2 separate regions of the Zea mays genome follow, and region 1 is linked to region 2. A link is a contact called in public Hi-C data. All regions are on one chromosome and are shown on one strand. Each heading gives the region's core, a stretch centred on a gene start, on an enhancer-like site or on the middle of the called end of the contact. The rest is flanking DNA. Distances are from core to core; before and after follow the strand shown.

Region 1 (3,535 bases), core at 384-2,883, 140 kb after region 2:
AATACTCAAAAACTCTAAAGAGCAGGAAACTGTATTCCTAGAGTTTGCTTCCGTGCTACTAGATGGGACTCCGGATTGGATCTAAGGCGGGGGCATATATATTGGAGGCATGTTTTGCACGGTACAATAGGTCAACAACTGCTTATGGCTCACTACTCATACAAGGATGTAGCTCTTTCTCCTCCATTACAATGTAAAATGAGAAATCTGAAACTGCAAACAATACGCTTTGTTTTTTTCCCATTAGATCATAACATTGATTTTATAAAAATGCAGCTCAAAACATGTCACGTTTGGTTTATCGTTTTGGACATCTTTGTTCTCCTTCGCCTTTCTTCGGTTCTTCCTTTTGGATGCCTATGTACGCGCATAGTGTTGGGGAACTTACGCAAATTATGGATTCTTTTAAATCTATGGTGCCCGGCTAAAGTAAAAAACAAGTGTGTACAGGGGCGGACCTACGCATCATATGCATGGGAGTCAGGTAGGGATGGTAACATGTCCGGTTTTAGCTTCTCATTTATATCCTCGCGATAGAAAATTTTTCCTCTGTGGATCTCTACCATTTTTTATGGGGAATATTTTTTTTCCATCTCCGTTCTCAACGAGGATAAATCCCCTTCAATGATCCTTCGTCCCCGTTTAAATTATAGTTAGAACGTATTTTCTTTGTTATTAATACAAAACATTATCACTTATACACAAATCAAATCTAAAAAATCATTATGTATACATAAAAATTAATGCATATGTACAATAAGTGATCTATTGAGAAAGTAATTATTTATTTTTATCATTAACTATTACATAGAAACATCACCACGTGTAAGTTTAACGGATGTCCGTGGGAAACGAGGATGGGAACGTCCCCGTTTATCCGTTGGACGATATATTTTTTTCCATTTACATTCTCGTGGGAACAAACTTCCTCATCCCCTAATAGAAGAATTCTACATGGTATAGGCTCCCGCTTATTTCTTTGTTACAAGCAGTAATCTAAATTTGCACCATTAGATCCTCAAGCCAAATTTAGATGTCCTTGCTCTGCTATTTTGATGCTCGTTGTTGTAACTATGATCTCGCTCCTATTTTATCCTGTGTGTTCGTCCCCGAGTGTGTAGTATGAAGTTATAGCAAGATGCTTGTATATTGTATATATATGTTTACCGAAATGACGAAAACATTAGTGGAGCAGTTACCGACAAGGTAAGCAGCGCATCTACATAGCTGTCCCCGATGCATGCTTGTCGTCGATGCATGTCTCCTACAGTACGTAACGGGAGTGCAGAATTGTTCGAGGGGGGTTGTGCTTGTGCCTGTGCATGCATATGCGTTGAGGCCCTTTGTCGGTAGCGCTAGGTCGCTAGCTCTGCATTCGTACTCCGTTCCGTTCTCGGTTCTTCTTTGGAACGTCCGGAGCATTCGAGCGCCGTTCCGGCCGGACGCGCCTGCCTGGTCTGCCAAAGCGAACCCGATCGATCGCCCGGCGCCCGGCGGCGAACCGCGCATGCACGAGCGAGCGACAGGGGCGGGGCCCGCGGGGCATTTACTGTCGGGCGGCCGGGCTCGTGCCGTGGAGTGGAGTAGTGGAAGCGCGCGTGGGACGGAGAGGAGCGGAGGTGGCCGTCGCTTTTGCCCCGCGGAGGAGGCGCGCCACGTGCATGCATGGCGAGAGGGAGGGCATGGGCGTTGGCGCGACGTACAGGACCGGACCGGACCTGACCTCGGCGGCGGCGGCGGCGGCGGCGCCCGTCTGTTTGCTATGGGTGCAGGTCGGCATCACTGGCCACGTACGGCGCTCCACCACCCGCACCGCACCGCAGCTCCTCCTCCGCACGCATGAAGAAGGTGTCGTGGCGCGCATTAACTAATTGGCCTAGAGAGAGAGAGAGAGAGAGAGCTAGCTACGGACCGGAGGCGTACGTAGGGCTGCGCGCGCGGTACGCATGATTGTTGGTATATATCTTGGCTGGCGGGCCCAAGAGTAGGATGCTCACCACTATAACTAGTGACACTTGTCTTCATCGCCACCAACAAATTCGAGTAGTACATGCGCGCATAGAGATAGAGTACTACTCTTAAATAAGGGTTGTTGCATATATATGATATTTAAACAAGCCAACAAGCTGTATTGGTCATATTCCTTGATCCAATAATCCAAGACCTATATGTGAGGATGGTTATTCCAAGTCCTCACGAACACAGAAACACCTCATGTACTGTTTGATCCGATAGCTTACCTAGCGAGACAAGCCCTCGGGTCACAACCAAGCCAGACGAGCTCGATCCAGAAAGACGAAGACCGGACGTTCGAGTTATTCGCAGATTGAAACACTAATATTTTACAAGAATAGGTTGCACACTAAATACTCGGCACTAACTAGGCTGAGGAAGCGACCGAATTCCGAATATACACCACGCACTACTAGATCGCCAGGAGAACTCAGCCTCCACAACCCCCAACTCATTTTTTGTAATCCGCGTACACCACTGGAATTCCAATATACAACCTCATCAGGAAGCAGGTTGTTACACATTCTATCGGCCTAAATCTGTATAAATCCTTGGGCAATCGGACATGCTCCCGCACGTACCATTGACTCGGTCAACAATGACGTCCTGCTCAAAAGCATCACGTGGGAACCCCGTGGTAGAAAGTAGACACTATATGTGTATGTTTTTTATGCTTTTTTGTTAAAAATTGACGACTTTGTCCAAAAAACTTGAATTTAAATTCAAACCATGACATCTCAAGCCAATCGAGTGTGAATTGCTGTTGAATGCTATATATATATATATATACATATCAGCGCTAGGTATGGGGACCTCCGTATCTTTAGATATTTTTTTGTCACTTTTTAGTACTAGTAGCTTAATAAGTCGTCCTAGTACTAATATACAAGCCAAAGTCCACAAGGTAGGTAGCTAGCGGGCCCAAGAGTAGGATGCTCACCACTATAACTAGTGACACTTGTCTTCATCGCCACCAACAAATCCGAGTAGTACATGCGCGCATAGAGATAGAGTACTACTCTTAAATAAGGGTTGTTGCATATATATGATATTTAAACAAGCCAACAAGCCCGGATTTTTTGTATTTTGTCCTTTTGTTGGAAAAAAATTCATGTTTGAGACCTTAAAAAATTTTAATGTCATTTTTAGACCCTTTGCTCGGCGCCATAGCCTATGGCGCCGAGGTAACACATCTCGGCGCCATAGGCTATGGCGCCGAGGTACGTGCTGCGCTGCCCCAACCCCGACGACGTGGCACCGATGTGGCACCGAGCTCGGCGCCAAGATCTATGGCGCCGAGCTCGGATATATAACTGCTCTCTAGCTCAGTTGGTAGAGTGTAAGACTCTTAACCTTGAGGTTGTGGGTTCAAGCCTCACCGTCGCTGATTTTTTTTGTTGTCGAGATTTTTTCGTTTATACCGCTGATTTGTCCATCAAAATTTATTTCTCATCTAGATTTTTTTTGCTTCATACGGTAATACTTAGATTTTTTTTTTGCTTCATACGATTTTTTGACTGAT
Region 2 (3,576 bases), core at 670-3,169:
GCATATTTTGCATACCCCCACACCTATTCTACATATAGCTATTTCAGACTCCAGTTCTGTTAAGTACGTATGAATATCAAAGCAATAATAAACCAGGCCAAGCTCAACGCCAATTGTGTTGGTACACGAGTCAAATAGACAACAGCGAAGCTCAAGGATCATGGTAAAAAACAAGTAGTGGTTACAATCTGAAATCAGCGTTTAGCAAAGCACATTTACTAATCCAAAATCCATGGGTATTGCAGTAGATTCGACGCATCAAGTAGGTTTTGTTTAATGCATGTAGCTCTCTACTGAGCAGTTGATGGAGCTGAAAAGGAGTTGAAAGATTGTACAGATAGACATAGTTGTTTCCTTGAATTGTTGTTTCGCATTCAAGACCACAATGAAATGAATCAGTAGTATGTTATGACACATAGGACATAACCATATATCGCTCCTGAACCAAGTTAATGACAACAGAACTTGAGTACCAGTCCAAACAACGTTTTACATGCCTGCCGAATCAATCGACAAACTGAGAAGCCAAGTTAAGGAAAATGTCACCTCGCAAAACCACTAAACTAATCCAGCTCCTCGACGAATCTAATTGAGGAAAGCAATACAATTACATTCAGAACATAATCATGTGGCGAGGCATCCATTAAATTGCAATCAAATATTTTTTTAGCTCATAATTACCGGTAATCCATGGCCTAATGGTGGTGATATCGAGGTATATCACAAAAAGGAAGGTTTAGCAGGAGCGATTAATGAGCACTTATTATGTCATTAGGTGAACAGCCTAACTAGCTACCTCATGGCCAACCAGTTGCGCCAGCAAAGCTATAGAACATGTGCACCAAACAAATGACTATACCCGAGCGAGCTAAAAATGGGAACAATCACATCATGAAACTCCACCTGAACACTACTGGTGCCGAGCACAACCTTACGAGCCGACCAAGCGATTTCGCCGCACGGATACCACGGCGAAACCGAAGGGGGCAGGAGAAATTTGCTATTTTGCCACTCTCAGTTTTGGCTGTCTGTGATTATGCATCCCTTGTCTATGACTGATGGGACATCTGTGTTTTGTAGGTCCGATAACATACTAGCGAAGCCCACAAATGATAATGGCAAAATTGACAATGGCCGAGGCCGTGCGAGGAGAGCGCGCGAGCTGGCGAGGGAGCGGAAGGGAGGGGAGGGGAAGAGATCACTGACCCCCATTGAACGGTGAGCGCCTCGTAGTCCCAGTACTCCTTGGGGCGCAGCACGTTGACGTCGGTGTAGACCCTGGCCTTGGACATGGCGCCGGCCGATCCCGATCCGATCCGGCGGCTACCGAGCCGACGAACGATGGACCGGTCGAGGGGGCGACGGCACACCGGAAGGGAGCGTACGAGGAGAGGTACGGCGGGCTGTGTGCCGGTGCTGAGGCTGCCACCACCGCCGGCGGTGAGGCGGGGCTAGGGTTTCGACTTTCGACGGCTGGGAGGGGAATCTCCGACTCCGAGTTGATGTGCTAGGTGGGGGGATGAGATCCTTTGCAGCTATTTCCTCTGCAGTTGGGTCACTGACGTGTGGGTCCATCCTAGATCTGGTCCCACACGTCAGTAACCCAAATGCCGGGAGGTAAGGGTGGAGGTGGGGGGCGGCACGTGAGATGCTGTGGCTAGAGTGGATGACGTGTGGGCCGCGGGGTTGGGGTCCTCTCACCGCACGGGAGCCGGAGATCAGGCTGGCTGATAACTGGCCGGCCAACAAGATATCGATCTCTTGCGAAATCAGTTATACGAACGCTTCCGGGGCTGCCTTTCATCCGATCCGCGTCCTCGATCTCCTCAACCGCTTATAATCCGGCCAGATCGATCTCGCGTCTTCCTCGGGCTGGTTTGATTGAGTGTATATATACACATATAAGGTATAATTACTCCATCGATCACAGACATTCATTCACCCGATCCGATCCATCGATGGCGGTCGACGACTCGACGCCTGCTGCTAAGAGTCGTCGACTAGAGAGAAGCGTCGTCTCTAGCATCTCGAATTTGCCGGAGCACCTCCAACAAGAGATCTTCTCCCGCGTGGGCGACGTCAAGTCCCTCTTCATGTTCGCCGTGACAAGCCGCGGGTGGCTCCGCCGCTTCACAGACCGGGCCTTCCTCCGCGAGCTCTTCCCCAGTCACGGCCGCCACGGCGCGCGCCTGCTCGGCGTCTTCCTGCAGGACGCGCCGTTCAATCGCCCCGACACGTCGCTGATGCCGGCGCAGATGGCGCCGCCGCCGCCGGCGCAGCAGCAGCAGCGCGCGTCGTCGTGCGCGCCGACCTTCCTGCCGGCGCCGGGCTCGCCGCTGGGCGCCCGCCGTCTCGTCGACGACGCCGCCTTCGACAACGCCGACCTCCTAGCCGCGCACCGCGGCATCGTGCTGGTGCGGCTCGCCCCGCGCACCCCTGACGAGGAGGCCTGCCACTTGTTCGGCGTCTGCAACCCCGTCACCGGCTACCGCCACGTCCTCCCACCCCTGGAGTGGAGCCTCGCCGGTAGCAGACTGAACGGCTACGCAATCGTCACGGCCGCCGATATGCCGCAGCACCATCCGCCGGCGACGGCGCGCTTCAAGTTCTCACAACTGCTCGTCATCACCCAGCAAATAGATCTCCATTATCTGGTAGGGGTGGTGGACGTGTACGTGCACTCGTACTCGGCCGCCACGGGCAGCTGGAGCGAGCCCACCGGATGCCTGGACAGCAACGCCTTCTCGCTGATGGGCGACGGATCGGCGGTCATCCACCGTGGCGCGGCGCACTGGCTGTGCGTCGACGACGGCGGTTTGCGCTACCGGCCTTCAGTCTACAGACGCGGCTACCACACGTACACGCTCAGCGTGGACGTGGCCACCGCACGCGTCTCCCTGACAAGGATCCCCGTCCGTGTCGGAGGCAAACAACTCCTCTACGTCACCGGCGACGGCGAGCTCGCGGTCGCCTCCGTGTACTTCATATACGTGATTCTTTGGACTCAGGCAGCCGGAGGCGGAGGCGGAGGCGACACCACCCCTGCGTGGACCCGCACATTGTTTACCATACCAGTGGCGCCGGTGCCTTTCCCACACGTAGACGGGTATCTGAAGCACCGGCTGGAGAGGTGGTGCAACTTCAGCCATGGATCGTTGCTCGCGCTGTTCAGGGCCAGGGGCGTCTTAATCCTCGACCTTAACACCAAGGCCATGGAGGAAGTCTCCATCCCCGACTTGCACAACAAGGCGACGATCTTCATGGCTGAATATGGTGCTAATCGGAATCAGACGTGGCTGCCCTACGAGATGGACGTGGTGGAGTTCTTCATGCTCCACCTTGGTGGAGGTACTGTCTCAGAGATTGGATCTCCATAGATGTTACTATTTCTTTCATGCTATTATATTTTTAGTCTCTTAGCTATTTATTTTTAGTCTCTTAGCTATTTATTTTTAGTCTCATGATATTATATTATTGTTACTTTTTTTATGATGCAAGTCGGATACACGAACGTTTAGGTATTTTTTTAAGCAACTCCAAAGGAACGTGTAAATTAAATCAAAACAGATATTAGTG

What was found. Hi-C and Micro-C count contacts between places; a contact is called where the count stands out from the background.
Region 1: a Hi-C map of endosperm shows a contact between it and region 2, with 1.8 times the contacts expected there. The contact joins the enhancer-like site here to the promoter of LOC100277753 in region 2. A contact is called at or near these places in 3 of 25 Hi-C or Micro-C datasets (ear, endosperm and leaf) and 1 of 3 datasets of contacts at active chromatin or transcription factors (leaf).

What each region holds. Positions count from the first base shown.
Region 1 is chr7:2,362,623-2,366,157 of Zm-B73-REFERENCE-NAM-5.0, forward strand. No RefSeq gene overlaps it. Among protein-coding and RNA genes, the nearest start is that of LOC103633644, 22 kb to the left of the region's middle. Within about 2 kb of position 1,634, at least 18 of the 20 cell types and tissues checked have an H3K27ac peak or open chromatin away from gene starts, as enhancers often do. A contact at or near this core is called in ear, endosperm and leaf, where this site is marked.
Region 2 is chr7:2,220,536-2,224,111 of Zm-B73-REFERENCE-NAM-5.0, forward strand. It overlaps LOC100277753, which reads left to right and starts at 1,920. Exons shown (of 1, transcript NM_001372524.1): 1 at 1,920-3,493. The coding sequence starts at 1,959. The coding sequence ends at 3,377. LOC541825 (protein kinase CK2 catalytic subunit CK2 alpha-3) reads right to left here and starts at 1,464. Exons shown (of 10, transcript NM_001111506.2): 1 at 1,207-1,464. The coding sequence starts at 1,292.